Regions from separate parts of the Mus musculus genome. Here regions 1 and 3 are each linked to region 2. A link is a contact called in public promoter capture Hi-C data. All regions are on one chromosome and are shown on one strand. Each heading gives the region's core, a stretch centred on a gene start, on an enhancer-like site or on the middle of the called end of the contact. The rest is flanking DNA. Distances are from core to core; before and after follow the strand shown.

Region 1 (2,700 bases), core at 37-2,536, 3.0 Mb before region 2:
AAATGAGCTCTCCACATCTTTGATGAATAAGTTATACATGTTTGGCATCTTTTAAAGTAAAAAACCCTGTTATTTATACATGTGGATTTGTATAAGCTATTACACTTGAAAGTTTTTTTTTTTACTGGGCATAATGTCAAAACAATGTATGCATTTTAAAAATCTGGTATGGCAGTAATGAAATGACCTCAAATTTTGCAGTTAACTGCTAAATGGAACCCTGGGGTTTTTGAAGGGAGTTCAGCTTATCATAGAAGGCCAGATTCACATTTATTTGTTTAAAAGTGTTTTAACTATTAAAAAGTAAACACTCACACATGGAAATATTGAATATCAAAATCTAACATGTTAGGTTTTCAGAGCACTATTTTAATAAGTTATCATACTTTTGCCCTAACTTCAGATAAAAAGCACTTCTTGGCAAGTACTATTGCATATAGGAACACACCTGCACTTAGGAAATATTTCCATGACTAAGAAGCTGGTGGCCATGCACCCACTCTTCTTGTGTAAGTGAATTCTCATTCTACATGTTTCATTGCTTAAGTGCAACTAATATTGTTTTACCAGCTGGTCCCACACATGACATCAACATTAAACACCAGCCAAGAAGATTCTGGCTGATTAGGTAGCTAACCACAAAATAAACATGGAAGAAGATTTAGCTCAGTAAAGTGCCTTACAAACATGAGGACCAGAGTTCAAATCCCAGCACCCACGCAACAAAGTGGGCACGGTGGTGCACCTTTGCAACTCCAACTGTGGAGAGACAGAGGCAGGTGGAGCCCTGGCGCTCACTAGGAAGCCTACCTACCACGCTTAGTTAGCACCAGGCAGTGAGAGACCTTGTCTCAAAAGACAAGCTAGGCAGATCCTGAGGAATGACAATCAAGGTTAGCCTTTAGCTTCACATATCAGCATACACAAGTACACCTGCGTGTTCGCGCACACGCACACAAACTGATTATATAACACTTTATAAGTGTTATATAATGTATACATTCCTTCTTTGTTTAGGTCTTTTTTTTTTTTCCTTTAACCTCAGAATTCCTTTTTCAGTGTAAGCTGGAGTTGGATCTGTTTGCTCAGGACCAGATTTTAGGACCTGTATTCTGAGAGTGAGACACCCAGGGAGAAGAAGTCAGTGCAATGTGTTCTATGGAACCACAGAAGAGCAGTGAGTGAGGAAAGCAGGATAAGCAGAGAGCAGCTGAGCTGGGCTGCACTTGCCACAGAGCTCTTGCATGCACCAGCTGGAAGCAGGAAGTAGGGATGGTCTCGCCCAGTTGTCTTGAGTTTGGGCAAACGGCCAGGCCTTTGTTCTCTAGAAGTGAGCATTCTCAACTGTAAGGCATTAGCAGATATCACTTCCAGGAACAGGATTAAGGATAAGATAACCAGGCATCTACTAGAGTGTGAAATTAGTCTTGAAACTAATTTAAAAAGTAGACATCCAAAAATTATGTTATCTGTGGGAAAGAGGTAAAGAGTGACTCTCACATTTTAAAATACTCCTTTTGGTGTTTTCACTACACATTTCCTTAAATGTGTAGTGAAAGATTACAGAAACACTGTAGATATGACCTCATATCTGTGCTATATCATAATTACACGCGTTGAATCATCTCTGTACTTTCTCAAAGACAAGGCGTTTAAGTGAAAGGCATGCTAGAAGTTCCTTACTTCATTATGTCATAGACTTCCAACTCTTTTTCTGAAAGTTCTTTTTTCGAAGTTCCCAAATGAAACGGATTTGGAAGTGTTGACTTCTTTCTAGCAAGCTGGAAGATAAGTACGTCAGTTTATATCTAAGAATAGGATCACACAGCAGAAATGTTTCAAAAATTTAAAGCCTAAGAGCACTGCTTTTGTGCCGCTCCCTTTAAATATTTTCAGTGCAAATCTGCATCTCTTATTCTTTGCTAAGGAGGTTTCCAAGGTTAACCACAGTGAAACTCCCCACCAGTTCCATCATTGAACACACACACACACACACACACACACACACACACACACACACACGTACTTGTCTCTCTTGTGCTGTCTGAACTCCTCAAGGTCACATGGTCCGAGTCTTATTCAGGGCAGCTGATTAGAGTTTGGCTATACATAAATTACTTAAATCCTCCTGATCTCTGTCTCCTACTGACTTTACCAAGTGAGATAACAGGCTACAACTAGAATGCAAACATACGTGGAACAAACACATTCGGTTCTGGCTCCAACAGCATCCCACTGTTTTCGTACGGGAGAGGGGAGAGCTAGGCTTGTGCACGTCACAGCACTCAGAAGCATTGCAGCCCATTCAGACTCAGCCTTTTTTCTGCCTTGTCTAGCATCACCTCCATCCTCCTGACGGCAAGTTTCAAAACTGTGTGGAGAGACATCCGCAGCCTGGGAGTAAGTGCAACGCTCCCAAGGCTGGCGATGACTTTGACAAATGTGGAGGTATCTTATAGTGTGTGTGTGTGTGGGGGGGGAGGTCAAGGGAAGTCACAACCGCAAAGATAGACACTCTCTGCTTCACATTCACATCTTTAATGTTTGTGGTGTTCATAAATGCAGATTAAGAATCTTATTACAAATAGGCATCTCCTCTTCCCCATTCTGATCTGTTTCTGTTAAATGTCTTACTGACTACTGACACCGTCAGTCAGTTAGTCAGACTGACACCGAGACTGCCCCACAGCTAGGGCCCTC
Region 2 (2,700 bases), core at 130-2,629:
TCACAATTGCTCAGTTAATGTAAATTGTTTTGTTTTGTTTTTTTAAACCAACTTAGTAAAGAAGAGCAAAGCTATATAAGCCATTAATTGCTTAATAAAGGCCACACAACCAAGAAATATTTTTTAAAGCTTTAATGAGGTATTTTGGCATTGTACAGTTAATTATTTAGATGATTTCAAAAAGTACTGACCTTCCAATAAAAATATTTAAATAATATTTTATACCCACTTGGTTTTGTGATTCTTAAACAGATAGAAATTCCTCTATGCGGGGAAGTCCCCTCAATCCCCACCAGCAAGCCCAACTGCTACAGAAAACTGTTAAAATGAAAAATCACTCAAATTGGGTTTCCAGGTTGGAGGAAAGACACCACCAGAGAGCCAGTCTGAGATTAGCAAATGAAAAAAAGTGTGTTGTAGAAAGAAGGCCAGGAACACAGTGTGGGGTGGTGCTGTGTCCATTCTCCCTTCAGTGCTATCAGGGTGGCCTCGGGATACCTGAGGTAGGGTATCAGACTTAAAAGGCCACTGCCCTGTGTTCACAGGGCTGAAGATCGCAGTGGCCTAAAACTGTCCCTGCTCCATGTCAAGAGTGTCTCATCCACAGCCAGAGAAAACACAATTCATTAAAACACTGTGGCGCATGCCTTTAATCCTAGCACTTGGGAGGCAGAGGCAGGCGGATTTCTGAGTTCGAGCCCAGCCTGGTCTACAGGGTGAGTTTCAGGACAGCCGGGGCTATACAGAGAAACCCTGTCTCAAAAAACATACATACATACATACATACATACATACATACATACATACATACATACATACACTGTCCCTGAGTGTATCTGCCTGATAGAAAGTCCACTGTTCTCCAAGCCCTCCTCTGAGGTGAGGCCCGCCATTACCCAGCCCTTCATTTGCCAAGGGTTCACCCACAATCGCCAGGATGTTCTGAGACACAGGGAAGCGGCAGGGTGGAGAGGATGCTCTAAGAAGGGGCTAAGTGGATATCAGTAATATAAAATCCAGTCTCATTTTGGGCTGGACTCCCATGGCTGCATGGGATGACAGAGGAAGGCTGGGGACAGCCAGAGACAGAGAAGGCCAGTCAGCTGCAGGATCCAAGGAAGCAACCCTAGGCACCAGCAAGAGCCTCAACCACCTTCCTTCCCTCCACAAGGAGCGACAGCAATTAGGAAATATTACTTGGGCTTGCAGGCTTCTGTCCTGGCCCAGTGAACCCACAGAGACGTCCCCACAAATTACTGGAAACTGCACTTTGAACTCAGGCTTTGGCAAGGAGCCCAGGCAAACAGAAATGTAGAAGTTCCCTTCCTCTGAGGCCCCCTGCACCAGGGTGTCCCACAGACAGGCCAGAGCCCATGGCAACAGGTTGGAATGAGGCCACACCAGTCAGGAAAACAAGCCTGAACCGGCGTCATTTCCTACTGCCTCTGCTATTTCTGTACAAGTGTTTTTTTTGTTTTGTTTTGTTGTGTTTTGTGTTTTGTTTTGTTTTGTTTTGTTTTGTTTTGTTTTGTTTGCTTCTTCTCCCTCATTTCGTTGTACTGGATGACACTCGCAGGTCCCATCAAGGGAAACACTGCCACCATTTTCAGAAAACACTTGTTTGCTCCCGAACACAACTCTAACAGCTACACCAGTAAGTAGTGTCCAGGGTTGGGTGCACCAGTAGCAAGGACAGAAATGGGCCTGGCAAAGGCTTAGCAACTGCCAAGAACCCCGAAGACAAGCTTGTAAACTCTGCCACTGACAGGGTTACAGAGGTTTTTCTGCCCACCAGACTTCTCCACATGCTGTTAAAACAAATCAGCAATAACCAGCCCAGAATGAGCCACCTCAGCAACACAGGTCTCAAACCTGTTCCTGCTTCTTCTTCTTCAGAAGAAGCAATCAGATGCTGCTGTTATGTGTCACCCTAAGAACAGAACCATTTGGACAAACAAAACAACCAAGGCAGGACAAACCTAAGAGGCCAAAGCCAGACAGATAAAGCTAAGGGTTACACAGCTGGAGCAGCAGGGCCCCTTCCAGCTTCAGGGCTTCGAGGCAACTTCCCCAGGGATGCCAAGACCTGTGTCAGGAGAGGAAACAGACTGTTCAAAGTAGGGTTCTGCCAGACCGAGCATTCCTTCAAGACTGACTGGAAAGCCAGCAAGACCTCACTCACCTTAACCCTTCTCTCACATGCCACTCTACCCTATGTCTGTACTGCTTCATGCACAACATGTGGCCAGAGGAGTGACCACTTACCATATCGCTGTAAAGAAAAATATCCAGAGGGTATCTTTTTAAGCTCCACGTTTCCTCTAGAGACACAGTGTTTCCTAGAACTGCTCACTCCATCCCTCAGCCCACAGCTTCCTCTTTTCCCCACTCGTTGACCTGCGACTCACCCAGTTCTATAATAATTAACAGTTGATGAACAGCACACAATTCATACAGGTCTGTGTTTAACAAAGTGGAAGATGGTCCTGCCTGTGTGTCCATGAGGGTGAAGCCTGAGGGTCAGTCTTGAGTGTCACTTGTCAGGAGCCCTCCTGTTGTTGAGCCATGGTCTATCATTGGGCTGGGGTCACCATCTTAGCAAGGCTGGCCTGCAGTGAGCCACATGGCTATCCCCTGCCTCTCTCTCCTTAGCATTGAGACTACAAGTGCCCCACTGTACCTGCCTTTCTTTCTTTTTGG
Region 3 (2,700 bases), core at 16-2,515, 2.7 Mb before region 2:
TCTTCATGGCACAGCAATTGCAGCTAACACGGTTGACCACTGGACTGCCAACGCACAGGGCAGGCTGAGCAGACCACATGAGTTATCTCTCATAGATTGAGGCCTTCAACACAAATTCTTAAGATTTTTCCTTTAGACTCACAACAATATGCTTGCTTTGCCTCCCAAGCTCTGGGATTAAAATGTGCCACCGCATGTCTTGTTTCTCTTGTAAAAAAAAAAAAAAACCAAACAAACCCATTACTTTGTTTATGAGTAAGCCTGTGTGAATATATGCAACATATGTGAGTCCAGGGAAGCCAGAGAGGACACCAGTTTCCTTGGAGCTGGAGTTACAAGTGATTGTAAGCCACCTGATGTGAGAGGAATCAAATTCAGGTCCTCTGCTATGGCATTGTCGCTCCTACTGCTAAGCCATGTTGTTGGCCCCTGTTGCTCATCGAGAATCCACAGAAGAGATTATAGAAATGGAAATGCATGACGAGGTGTTGTGAGAACGTTAAATTCTAGTACTTCCAACCCTGTGAAAGCAGTATTTCCTTGAAGCCACTCTACCTTATGGTCCCTGAGGAGAGGAGAACCAATGTCTTGGGGAGAAGATGGATGTATACAAAGCTAAGAAAGGCCACATGCATGCAAAGGCAGGGCCAGAGAGGTGGTTGCTCACAGCCCAGTGTCTGGCCTTCTTGCCTCTTTTTGGGGTAAATCTTAGTAGGTCTGAGAGGCGATTCAAAGCTAGGAGTCCGGGGAATCACTCAGGGAAACAGCTTCATGTCTAGATGGGACATGAAGACAACAGTCCCATGTCTGTTCAGGTATGAGGCTGTCTCAGGAGCTAGAGGACTGTTCATGGACAGGCCCAGAGAGTCATGGGACATTTACTGAGTAAATCAAGGAGGACGGTACTAGGGATGGAGCTAGGATTGTGTGTCAGCCTGAGCAGGGTCTGGCCTAGAAGCTGTTTCTTGAACTTCCTGGACCCATGTGGGTAAGGAAGTCCAGTGTGTCCCCATGGCCATGGTGGAGTGCCCTGGGCAGAGACCAACACTGTCTTCACAGTTAATCACATATTGTGCTCGAGCGACTGCTCAGTCAGGAGTCACTGACCTGGGAGTGTGTGCATTGGGAGAAAAGGACTGACTCCCACGAATGGTTTTCTTTTTGCTTCTACTTTCAATGAGTGCAGATGCCACACCACAGTATCTCAGGGGCAGGAAGGAGCCGAGTAGTTAGGAGCTGTGTGAACGTGTACCTTTTAGCATCACAAGGCATAATTGGTACTAAGACAAATCTAACAAAAGGAACCTTGATGGGGGCGGGGCGCGGGGAGGTACCTTTGTTTGTCCTTGGTGACTTTTCTTCCTAGAAACACCCAAGCCTACCACAGATTTAGGTCTATGCTGAGCATACAATTTCCTGTTCTAAATGTTTGTGCGCCTTCTTTTTTTCTGAGTATTTCCACAGTTTTTCAAACTGCCACAGTTTTTCAAAACAGCCATGACTTGCTTGTACTCTTCCCCCTCCCCCTTCCTGTCCTGAGTACTTCTCCTGGCCTCTTTATGGCTGCAACTGTCTCCTTTATGCCTCTCCTGGGGGCGTCGGGCTTCCTCTTCTCAGTCAAGCTTGTATTTGGGGAAGCTTTTGAGAAATGCAGCCTCCACTCAGACCTCGGGATGTTGCTGCCTACACGCTGTTTCATTTATGAATGCCTGTCTGCTCCAGGAACTGAAGTGGATTAGGAAGTAGTAGGCAGACTGCCTTGAAATTCCATGTCAACATAAGTACTAATTAGAGAGAAGTTTTCCAGAGAGTAATGCTGTAACAAACCTTGTATTCAAGGAAGTTGAGGCAAACTGAAAATCTTAAAGTTCAGATGAGAAAGGATACTTAAGCTTTCTGAATCAGTCACTCCGGGCAGACAGCGTTGCTAACAAGGGCTGTGATAATCCAAGATGAAATAGTCACCAGGAAGAAGTCTTTGTAATATCTCTCTCTCTCTCTCTCTCTCTCTCATCTCTCTCTCTCTCTCTCTCTCTCTCTCTCTCTCTCTCTCTATATATATATATATATATATATATATATATATATACATATACATATGTACATGTGCATGTGTGTACAGACATGTCACTGTGTGTAAACACATATGCATATGATTATGTGTGTGCATGTGAAGATTAGGTATCAAGGTGGGTGTCTAAGTAGGAGACAAGGAAACTTTATTTTAAAACCAAATCATTTGAAAAATATATCAAAGGCTTGACATAGCAAACAGAATCAGACATGTGTATTCTTGTTTCAAGTAATAATCTAAATGCCATGCTGGGACAGCAACACTGCACTACAAAGCCCCAGGCCACAATGGCATTTGGTAAGGAGTGGGCCTGTCTCGCTCTGTAATGGTCCTAGCTTACTTTGGCCCAAATCGCTTACTTTTAAGCTTCCTTTCTGCTAGCGATTACCTCTACAGGACTCTGTGAATTTGGGGGCTGAGTAATACCAGGCTTGGACTTTTATCCTGGAAAATCTATGTTTTCCCAAGTCCAGTGCTTCTCCACAGTTCCTGTTTTCTCTTTACTCTCAGCTACTGAAAGGCGAGTGACAATCAGGACCCCTGCTTTTCATGGAGATGTGTCACTTTGCCACAGAAGTCAGTGAAGGAAGCCGGTTCCCCCACACAGTGTGACACTCTCCGGCTTC

Evidence for each region. Promoter capture Hi-C pulls out the DNA fragments that hold promoters and counts their contacts. Capture Hi-C pulls out chosen DNA fragments and counts their contacts.
Region 1: a contact with region 2 is called in a promoter capture Hi-C map of adipose tissue. The contact joins two enhancer-like sites. A contact is called at or near these places in 1 of 39 promoter capture datasets (hippocampal neurons) and 1 of 9 other capture datasets (adipose tissue).
Region 3: a contact with region 2 is called in a promoter capture Hi-C map of cranial neural crest. The contact joins two enhancer-like sites. A contact is called at or near these places in 3 of 39 promoter capture datasets (cranial neural crest, hippocampal neurons and liver).

Annotation. Positions count from the first base shown.
Region 1 is chr3:40,693,242-40,695,941 of GRCm38.p6, reverse strand. Intu (inturned planar cell polarity protein) reads right to left here. Exons shown (of 16, transcript NM_175515.5): 13 at 1,684-1,781. Among named protein-coding and RNA genes, the nearest start is that of Slc25a31, 14 kb to the left of the region's middle. Within about 2 kb of position 1,286, at least 51 of the 459 cell types and tissues checked have an H3K27ac peak or open chromatin away from gene starts, as enhancers often do. A contact at or near this core is called in adipose tissue, where this site is marked.
Region 2 is chr3:37,727,955-37,730,654 of GRCm38.p6, reverse strand. The region is part of intron 1 of Gm36620 (a long non-coding RNA gene); the gene reads right to left. Among named protein-coding and RNA genes, the nearest start is that of Gm5148, 4.9 kb to the right of the region's middle. Within about 2 kb of position 1,379, at least 96 of the 459 cell types and tissues checked have an H3K27ac peak or open chromatin away from gene starts, as enhancers often do. A contact at or near this core is called in adipose tissue, where this site is marked.
Region 3 is chr3:40,440,191-40,442,890 of GRCm38.p6, reverse strand. All of the region lies in intron 3 of Gm30184 (a long non-coding RNA gene), which reads left to right. Among named protein-coding and RNA genes, the nearest start is that of Gm30184, 12 kb to the left of the region's middle. Within about 2 kb of position 1,265, at least 20 of the 459 cell types and tissues checked have an H3K27ac peak or open chromatin away from gene starts, as enhancers often do.